Regions from separate parts of the Zea mays genome. Here region 2 is linked to region 1. A link is a contact called in public Hi-C data. All regions are on one chromosome and are shown on one strand. The core of a region is the stretch at or near the end of the contact, and the rest is flanking DNA. Distances in the headings are between cores, read along the strand shown. Region 1 holds the start of LOC100304031. Region 2 holds the start of LOC103632351 (F-box protein At1g47056).

Region 1 (5,620 bases), core at 1,752-4,251:
AGGGTTTACACAGACCACAAGAGTCTTAATTTATATATTCACCCAATTAGAGTTAAACATGAGGCAGCGAAGATGACTGGAGTTGATCAAAGACTATGAGCTGGAGATACATTATCACCAGGTAAACTAATGTGGTAGCATATGCTTTGAGCAGAAAGAGTCAAGTCAACATGATGGTCGCTTGCCCGATGCCATATGAACTAGCAAAGGAATTCGACAGTCTGAGTCTCGGATTTCTGAATAGCACTTAGGGAGTGATAGTTGAGCTGGAATCCACTCTAGAACGAGATACAAGGATGGGTAGAAAAGTGTTGAGAAGATCAATGAGATTCAGCAGCTAATCCTAGACGGAAAAGGTAAAGACTTCCGGGAATACGCAGATGGCGTAGTATGGTTCAAAGATAGGCTATGTGTGTCCGACATCAAATCGATTCGGGAGTTGATTCTTGTCACACCCAGATTTAAGGGGTAAAGCCGAGTGCGTCTCATATGTGCGCCAAAAAAGAACATCACATATAATGACAAAGTGTATAGAGATAAATGTCACAAATATCATTATTACATAGCGGAAGTCTTAAAAAATAAATGAGAATAATAAAGCAAACTAAGCATTATTCATTGGCACCATAAAGCTGACTGGGAGACGCCACCTAGATAAGCTCGTACTCCTCATTATAGGCCTCCTCCTGGACTACCTGCTCTTCACCTATGGGGGGTTATATATCGCAAGGGTGAGCTCACAAAAGATCATAGTTCAACAAGGTGTGGGGAATAATGTGCATGAATTCACCAAAGGTGGGAGCTCATGTGAAGTGTAAGGCTGATCAACAAATAATGGTTAAAGCTAAGCATTGCTTTTAATAAGTTGGTCAAATTTTATTAGCAGTTACTAAATGTAAGTAGATACCAAACCAGAGTAGTAATAGATAAAAATTAATAATAAAACCACAATGCGATGCAAATGACAAATTGAGTTTAATTCCATAAATTAATCATGCGAGAGTCCTAAGCTGCTCATGACTGCGAGCACGACTAGTATACCAGTTTTACACTCTGCAGAGGTTGTACCCTTTACCCACAAGTCATGTCACCCGCTTGCCAAGGGGTCTAGAAGTCCCATTCATCTCTACCGAGGAGACGAGGCAGGGTAACATTACGAGGCCTTTACAAAGTTCCACTAGCTTAAGAAAACCCGCTACAGTTTCTAGGGAGCGCAATGCAGGAATCCCCCGTCCGACCGCCATCGTAGCAAAATCAACCCGAGAACCTCCCTACACTGAGAACTCCCCTACTGCCTTGCCCCTTTCGGGTAAGGTAGTCCTCCACTAGCTTTTCTAATTAGTCAGCCAAGGGCGTCCCATTCCAGCCTTGTGGTGGCACATGTTTCTCAAGTTAAGCTCCATGTTCCAATTAACATAATAGTCTTATCATGAACAAAATAGAACAATAATAATAAATAATGACCATGTGTAATAGTTATCTCAACACCCAAAACCACATATAGCAATAGCCAAGCTACTCAAAAGTTTAGGGGTAAACAAGGTGTAAAGATGACCAAACTAGGGTGACCTATTGGGTCCCATGAAAATTAAGCCTATGCATGACAAAATGATTATAGAGAACATTATTGGAAAAATAAAAGTGGTGAAGGGCACAACTTGCCTTCAATGAGCTCCTGCTCAGCAATTTCCACCTACTGAACACCTGGGTCCTCGGTCACTTGTTCGTCTACTCGAAGCAATACAAACAAACATGGTATAGGAGAAATTAACATCACACCAATCATGAGAATAGAATACATAATAGTAATTTACGCATCGTAATGAGATTGTAGGTTCGAGAATCGCTAAATTTAGAGTTACGGATATCAAGTTATGATTTTTCTGAAGTCTGTATGTGTTTGGTACACGAATAACTAAGTGATACATTTTAATCTAGGTTTCATGCTAAAACAGAGTTAGCAAGTGATAAACAATATTAATACCAAATTAATGCAACTAGAATGGGTTAAAAAGGAGTGGAAATGAATTTTCTATGGATTAAACAAGTTCCTGGAATTAATTTTGTACTAAAAATCAATTTCTGTATCCATTTATTCGGTTTACTTATTCCCTGGGACGACGTCCATAATTACTGGAAAGATTAGTGGTTAAAACACTAAAAACAGGACCTAAAAGTAATACTCCTAAAGCTAAGGCGGACTGTGGGTTGAATCGGTGAAACTACAGGGGCTCTTACACAATTAGGGCGCAGCGAAGGGGTATGGATCAATTTCGGTCGTCCGATCAGAACTGAGCGCTTAGGATTAAACGTTATATAAAGTGAACCGGTATGGAACCAGCGTCGTTTGATCTCAACGCGACGCTCCGGATTAAACCCACGCGTTAAGTAATAGGTAACTCGCCCCGATCGTTAGATCCGATCTCAACGGATGAGGGACGACCACGGCCCGACCTTGATCTAAGACATTCATTACCGCATCAATGCTCTAGATCTAATTGAGTGAACTGGTATGTCATGATCTAATCATGACCGTCCGTGATGGATCCTATGGAGCACGTGATCTCTCTGTTTCCCCCTTCTCTCAGATGTCGCCATGGCGGCACCGACCGCGCTATGGCGGCGATCATGCCAGCGAGTGACCCAGTCGAGCGCAAGCTCCAAATTGAGATACGCAACACGTTGATAAGGACATGGTGAGCACGGGGGAGGTTTGCATACCGAGGGTTACGCAGAGCCGAGTACTGCCTGCGGGAGTCCGAGTACCGCGACGGACCTTGATGCTCCGGCAAACAATTTCTCCGGCGTCCAGAGTCTTCCTCGTTCGAGGAGTCGGGTGTGCGTGATTCTCGCACGACGACAAACCCGTCGAGGCCCCTCCCATTCACTGACTGCTGGCAACACCGGAATTCAAGTGCGACGGACACATCCCTCCTCTCGGCTACCGGCGAACTTCACACCCACACCTGGTTGAACGTGGCACTCGGATGGGTTATGGGAGAGGAAGCACGGGAGTTTGATCCACCTTTGTAGCCGGGACGAGGTGGTCCAAGGGCAGCTAGAATCCTGGGGCGGCGCAACAACTCGACCGCGAAGTCCGCTCGGGAAGAGAACAGGGGACATGAGGGCCCCACGTGTCAGAGAGAGAAAGTGGTTGGTGCGCGCACGCGTGTGGCTACTAGTGGGCCCCACTTGTCAGTTGGCTCACGCGTGCGAATGAAAGGAAGTGGTGGCTGCAGACCAGTAGCCCCCGGTTGTCACAGCGCTGGCGCGAAGAAAAGGAGGGCCGCGCGGGAGTTCATTAGTGGGCTGGCGCAAATCGGCCCAAGCGCAGTTTTCATTTTTTTCTTTTTTTCCTTTTCTGTTTTCTTTTCTTTTTATTTTTAGAGTTCAAATTTTAATTAAAACTTGGTTGTGAACTTGTACTTAGATTAAATGTACAAATTGAACATACCAATAAGGAAGGAATTTATTTATTTATATATTTATTTTGTATTGTGTAGTAATTTTTTTCTCTTTCCCTTTCTATGTTATTTCCAACTTTTAAATTGCAAATTAGGTTAAATCCTAATTTGGACACTAATATATATCCATTAATATTATTACTATTAGTTATAAATGCACAAACAAATAACCTCCAACATGATGCATAGATTATTTTAGGCGTCATTAGTTAATTATTCACTTTAAATATAGTTATTCACATGTTCCAATAAGGGGAGGACAACACATATATGAAGATTACTCTCACTTTTATTATCACCACCAGTTGGGTATTACAATTCTCAAGGAAGCCCACGAAATGGCCTATTTCATACACCCTGACAGCGAGAAAATGTACCAAGACCTGAAGAAAAGATTCTGGTAGTACGGTATGAAAAGGGAGATCGCGGAGTATGTTGCCATATGTGATAGTTGTCAGAGAATTAAGGCGGAGCATCAAAGGCCCGCAGATTTGTTGCAGCCATTGCAGATTCCTAAATGGAAGTGGGATGACATTGGGATGGACTTTATAGTCAGTTTGCCTCGCACTCGAGCCGGTTATGACTCCATCTAGGTATTAGTGGATAGCTTAGCAAAGGCGGCTCATTTCGTACCAGTCAAGACTAGCTAAAGCACTACAATGTTGGTAGAGTTATACATGTCTCGGATTGTATGCTTACATGGTGTTCCGAAGAAGATAGTGTCCGACTAGGGAACCTAGTTTACTCCTCACTTTTGGCAACAATTGCATGAAGCCTTGGGTACCCATTTGAATTTCAGTTCAGCTTATGACCCGTAGACAGATGGTTATACCGAGAGAACCAACCAGATCCTAGAAGACATGTTGAGGGCTTGTGCTTTGCAGGACAAGTCAGGTTGGGATAAGAGGTTACCTTATGTAGAATTCTCATACAACAATAGTCATCAGGCCAATTTGAAGATGTCACTGTTCCAAGCACTCTATGGGAGGAATTGTTGAACTCTATTGCACTGGGACCAACCCGGCAAAAGGCAGGTATTCGGTCCAGACATTTTTCTTGAAGCCAAAGAGAATATCGGAATGGTTCAGGAGAACATGAAGACAGCGCAGTCCAGGTAACAAAGTTATGTCGACACCAGAAGAACATAGTTGAGTTTCGAAGTGGGAGATTATGTTTACCTCAAGGTGTCACCAATCAGAGTAGTTAGAAGGTTCGGAGTCAAGAGCAAATTAGCACCTCGATACATTGGACCGTACCAGATTAAGTCAAGACGTGGAGTAGTGGCATATCAGCTCAACCTACCAGAAAGTCTGTCAATAGTGCATGATGTGTTCCACGTCTCTCAGCTGAGAAATGTTTGCAAGTGCTAGAAGAGCAATTGCCAACTGAAGATCACGAAGTTCAAGAGGACCTGCCATATATCGAGAAGCCAACGCAGATTCTGGAGATAGCAGACAGAGTCACTCGAAGGAGCATCATCAGAATGTGCAAAGTCAAGTGGGGCCACCATTCAGAGGAAGAAGCAACCTGGAAAGAGAGGATGATCTGAAAGCCAAGTATCCCGAGCTCTTTGCTAGCCAACCCTGAATCTCGAGGGCAAGATTCTATTTAAGGGGGATAGGTTTGTAACACCCTGAATTTGGGGGTATAAAATTTCTTCTCTAAATATACCAAATTCACCTTGGTAGTGTTTGAGGGCTTGATCGACCTGAGGCAAAAAGGGATCACGACTCGTGGGTAAAGTGTGCAACCTCTACAGAGTGTTAGAAACTGGTATATCAGTCGTGCTCACGGTTATGAGCAGCCTTGGGAGCTCTTTTGATTACAGTTACTCTGCATGTTTTTTATGATGATGCTTAATGATAATGATTATATTTATGGTATTTGGTATTTCCTCTTGGAGGGAGTACTACTTGGGTTAATAACTTGGGATTATTGATAATCCTTGGCTCTCTACTAGTAATAAATATTTGACCAACTAAAAGCAACTGCTTTATGCTCAACCCCACATACAGCTAGTCCACTTTAGCCAAACGGAACATTTGATGAGTATGTTGATGTGTACTCACCCTTGCTTAAAAACACCAAACCCAGGTTGTCCCCATTGCAACCAGTGCTCAAGAGAAGATGAAGGCAACATGAGGACTTTCAGGAGT
Region 2 (5,562 bases), core at 1,817-4,316, 180 kb before region 1:
CTCTCCTCTCCTCAGCCAGGCAGCTAGCCGCTACTCTCTGGCGCCCACAGCAGCCCAGCCGCGCCCACAGCAGCCCAGCCGCGCCCACAGCAGCCCAGCCGGCAGCCGCTGCTCTCCTCAGCCAGCAGACCACAGCAGACCGCCCTCGGCCCTCCACGAACTCTGGCACTACGCCCACAGCAGACCATATTGACGAGGATGAGGAATATATTCTTGATGTGGAAGATGAAATTGAAGGAAGCAATAGTGAAAAAGATGGTGATGATCAAGGCGTGCTCATGGTCTTCATATTGATGAGTTCGATGATGGTTACTGATCATGCATAAAAGTTGTAACTTATGTGGTTGAACTTGTGTTGTTGAACTTGATCTGTTTCTTTTTAGCTATTTGGTTTGTGAACTCAACTTATGTATGAACTTATTCTATATTTGAATTTCTATGTCAAGTCTGAAAAGACGTTTTAACATTCATTTAAACGTTTAAAAGTTAAAAAGTTGGTTCATAACGTTTTACCGCTTTAATAACCAATCTTTACAGCATCTAATAAATTTCACTAACAAGCAAGACACAGGCAAGGTTATTGATATTCCACATATCATCTGAATGCTTCCTTACATTGATCCTCACACTGATCTGTAAAAATGAACACACAAGCATGCCCACTTTAGTGTCTGCAGATCAAATTTTTACTCCTCTCATGTTTCCCGTTTTTGCATCTTACTGTGCTACTATTGATTTAATTAATAACCCTGTTCTAGTTGCGCTAAAAGTAGACATCCCCTCTGAATCTACGATGTGTATGGACAATGGAATAACAAGGTAATTTGACTTCATATCCAAGGTCATTTCTTCCATAATCAATAGTTTATGAATGGAAAGAAAATAGATGTCAATGTAACTTCTGAACACAGACAAAGAACAAGTGGCACAAAAAATATTTCCTCCCTCAAAATTTCCTACCTGGAGTTTCTTTGCATGCATAACAATTGATACATAAGCATAGTGGTACTTATGTCATAAGCACAAAAGAATTTTCGACAATGGACAGTAATATCCAAGAAAAATCACACTTTTGAAATGATCTGATAGTCTTGTTTCCACATCATATTTTTCAGCCCAAACAATTGTTTCTAAGAAGATTACAGCATGCAATCGCATGAATCCCTGTTGCTAGGACAATTAATAATAAGTATGCTCCAACTGACAAGTCTAGCAATATATCTAAATTCTTTAACCGAAATCAGAATGACAAGCATGGTACCATCCACAACGACAAACAGTGATACAACAAATAACAGCACCAATTAATTGAACATACAAATATAAAAGAATTTAAAGGGCTCAAGGAATAACCATGTCATCCAATTTTCATGACTCGTGACTTGTAGAGCAGGCTCCACGCGGTTGTCTTTGAAATATGGAAACAGAAAAGCTCCTCAACATCAAAGCACCCATCAGTGCTTTCCATCTTGATGGCCTGCCACTGCTTCCACTCGAAAGGTCTGGTCCTATCCGATCATCCAAATCCTCGGGCAAAACATCACTGCCGGCATTGTCTAGCGCACCACTGTCATCCACACTCCGACCATCCTGCAACTCACCAGCTCCACCAGGTGTGTCAAAATTCACAGCAAGAGCTCCATTCCTGCTAGCCCGGAGGTGCTCAGCACACTCAGAGGTCACCCGACGGCACTTCTTCACCTTAACCTTGACAAGGCGTGGGCAGCCTTCAGCAAGCTTATTCATTCCTGCATCAGACACTGGACATGCCTTGATGCACAGCTTACGCAAAGCAGAACATTTGGAGGCGACACATGACATCTCTGCATCACCAAACGTGTCGGACCCACACAGTGCGAGCCGCTCTAAGGTGGGGCAGTTCGTTGCAATCAACTCAAGACTTAATGATGTCAAATTCACACCAATGAGGACCAGTTCCTGCAAGCTGGAACATTTCTGTGCAACAGCCGCAAGCCCCCGGTCACCAATCCTGTTTGCTTTCCAACCATCAACATGCAGCTTGCGGAGGCGTGGCGACTTAGCAGCAAGCTCAGCTAATCCGATATCAGTGACCTCAGGTGCCTTGGCAAGGTAGAGTACCTCGAGCCCATATAAGGCAGCTACACCCCAGTCACTGACCTGCAGCTTCTCGAGATGGAGCTCGGCTAGGAGAGAATCCCTTGGAACGTCCTGGAGCACGATATCCCAGTTACCCGCGCATCTGATAATCTTGAGGGTTTTGAGGTTTGGCGACTGAGTGATCAAACAGGAGAAGCACTGGCCGTTGTACAGATCCTTAAGCGATAGAGATTGAAGGCGTGGGCTGGAGACGGAGATGGGCTCTGACTCAGCGAGGCCACGGAGGCGCTTGACGGAGAGCTCCTCGAGGTGGAGGCACGAGCGGAGGACAGCCTCGATTCCCTTGGCCCCGAAGTCGCAGGATCCGACGGAGAGCTTGCGGAGGTTGGCGGCCGCGGCGGCGAGCGCGGCGACCCCATCGTCGGTGACCGCACGCAGGGAGCGGAGCTTGAGGCGCCGAAGGCCCGGGCCGAGGCGGTCCGCAACTTGCGCGAGGGCCGGGTCGCCCACGCTCTCGGCGCGGCGGTCGCACTTGAGCGCGAGCTTGGAGACGGCGGGGAAGCGCGCGAGGAGGCGGGGGAGGGCGGATTCGGCGAGCGGCGATGCCCTGGCGTCGATCGCGAGGCGGAAGCGGGAGGCGGCCTCTACGACCAGCCAGCGGCGGCAAACGAGGGAACATCGCTTGCGGTCGCCGGAGCCGAGAAGACCGAAGACGAGGGCGAGGAGCTCCTCAGGGAGGTCGGCGGTGTGATCCTCCCCGACGGCGTCGGCGATGGAAGAGAGGATCTGCGGCGGAACGGACAGCGCGGGCGACAGAGGCAGGGGCGGGGGCTTGCGGTGGCGCGGGGCGGAGAGGCACTGGCCCATGGGAACGGGCGGCGGCGGATCTGCCGAGGAAGGGGAGGAGGACCGGGGAGGAGAGGAGTGGTTGGGTGGACGGCTGGACGCTGCGGACGCCACCAAGGGATTCATCCCGATTAAATGCTACTGTCCTGTCCGTGGGCTAATTCCACGCCAGTTTCTTTTTTTTCTTTGTATTATTATTACTACTATTAATTACTTTATTTCTGTGGTTTGCCTGGCTAGTCGCGTGCGATTTGGGCTTGGGCAAAACAATGACATTAGCCATTGACGCCGCTACTCTTACGAATTCCATAATTACGATGGCAAATCCTTTTTTCTAAATTTCCCGTTTGATGAAAGCTTTGTTTGACCTTTTAATATAAAGGATACTATCAGAAAAATACTCTTGATGTTCCGAAAGAGCAAAATTAAAAATGCTTCCGTTTATAAATATATGATATTATTGACTTTAAAAAAATTAACCATTCATCTTATTCAAAATAATAATGACTTATTATTAGTTTATGCTTGATTTAAAATCTTATATTTTTAAATAAATAATGAATAAAACGAGTGGTCAAAGTTTTCGAAAAAAGTCAACAGTGTTATTTGTGAACGGAGGTAGTATCCTATACGCTTAAATTGTCTTAAATATGACTTTGAATATTTTGATTTTTTTGAATTTTTTAATAAGAGGCTTCGGTCAAATTTGATGTCGAAAAGTTAAGTGAATTATAAACGGGGACAAAGAGAGTATATCGTAGTGACAAATGTGGTTTACTCTGACTTTCTTCAGTGAATTGTGTAAAATAGGAGGCATGAAACCGTAGATGGCACTGTTTGCCGTTGTTTGTAGAGTGTCACACCCGGTCCTATGGGCAAAACCGAATACATAGCATATATGTGCCAGAATCTATTTATCACATATATATTGACGTCACAAGTGTAATATATCAAAAGACAATGTAATAAATGCGTAAAGAGTGTATAATAACTTTATTACATCATCCAGACATAAAAGCCTCAAATAGTATCATCATCAAAGTACGACGGATATAGCATGGGCAATCTTCCACAAGAAGATGACTCGCACATCGCTAGACTCAGTACTCGTCATCACCATCGTCACAGTCTTCCTCATCAGCTTCTAATCAAAATATTAGCAAGGGGTGAGCTTATTTATGGTGGGGGCTCAGTAAGTGGGAGAAGTTATACAAGGTTTACAAGGTAGGCTATGGATAATCGGTAAGCATTTTAGTTGGTCAATATTTTATTAACAACGCCTATCTTACTAATTGTAAGTGTATCTTAAAATATCTCAATTAATCATAAGCATATGATTATATCAAAAACATTTAAGTGAAACCACTTAAGCAAAACATTTATAAATCATCGGATCACGATTTGTTCTCCATCTTTAAGTTCAGTTATCATGTGAGGGTCCAGGTTGCACTTAACCGTGAGCACGGCTCACATATCATTTTACACTCTGCAGATGTGGTACAACTTTATCTACAAGCCATGTATCCCATCTAGCCTAGGTTGTACGGACACATAAACACTGCCGAGGTGAATGGCTAGGGATCCATTATGAGGCTTCCACAAAATATTCTTAGTACATAGCCATCCACTAAGGTTTCCACATCAGTATTGAAGGCCCTCTAGGCGAGGTAACTTAGCCAAGACTACCACCCTATGTTAATATGAGCTGCCACCAAACCACTTTCATCCCCTCTTGCCCATCTTTTAGGTAGGGTTGCTAAGCACTATGTCTATAAAGCTATTTACCAAAGCCAGAGCCATGATAGCACTCGTGGTTGCACTGTTATCCTGGGTGGTCACTCCATGTTTCATTTAATATCCATGTTTCATTTAATATGAAATGATCTTGCTTAACCATCGGGTTAGCATTATAATACAAATCTCATTTCTGAAACAATAGTATCATTAAAGAGTGACATCATAATTATCAAGTTGAGTAGTAGCACAAATTGTTAAGCATAGTATTTATCCCAGGGTAATCAAGGAATAGGGTTGTATTTCTAGGAAATCCTATTTAGGCAAATTCCATCAAATTTATGCAAATATCCAAATGTAAACATTATTATATGCATTATTTGGATACAAACAGAAATGCAGAGGGAGAATTCACTTGTCTTGCTCAAAGGCGTCTTGTAGATCGTCTTCAAACATATTTTGGTCTTCTACCACGAATTCAGCTTTTAATATAGATTCACATATCGTACATACAAAAGAAAATATTCACCAAATAAATAAACATACATCATTACATGAATAACATACACCATTACATGAATAAACATACACCATTACATGAATAGACATATACCGAACAAACCATACTTATAAAAATATCTAGAATAAACTTAATTTGTAATCATTTCATTAGTCTACTCGTATTGACATCCATTTGCTACAACATAAAATATAAGCGCTACTTTTGATTGTCACTAGTGAAAGTTATATGGAATTTCGACTACAAAAGTATTTTACATAACATAGCTTGGATGAAATGATTTAATCAGTTCCATGGAAATAAATTAATTATTAATCAATTATCTATACCATAAATGTATGTATATTTTTAGTTTTATCTTTTCTTTCTAAAAGAAAATGTCA

What was found. Hi-C and Micro-C count contacts between places; a contact is called where the count stands out from the background.
Region 2: a contact with region 1 is called in a Hi-C map of leaf, with 2.6 times the contacts expected there. The contact joins the promoter of LOC103632351 here to the promoter of LOC100304031 in region 1. A contact is called at or near these places in 6 of 25 Hi-C or Micro-C datasets (ear, leaf, leaf mesophyll and 1 more) and 1 of 3 datasets of contacts at active chromatin or transcription factors (leaf).

Annotation. Positions count from the first base shown.
Region 1 is chr7:49,597,024-49,602,643 of Zm-B73-REFERENCE-NAM-5.0, reverse strand. LOC100304031 reads right to left here and starts at 3,001. Exons shown (of 3, transcript NM_001364710.1): 1 at 2,722-3,001; 2 at 1,663-1,728; 3 at 517-706. The coding sequence starts at 2,884. The coding sequence ends at 1,694.
Region 2 is chr7:49,778,539-49,784,100 of Zm-B73-REFERENCE-NAM-5.0, reverse strand. LOC103632351 (F-box protein At1g47056) reads right to left here and starts at 3,066. Exons shown (of 1, transcript XM_008654167.3): 1 at 1,054-3,066. The coding sequence starts at 3,051. The coding sequence ends at 1,369.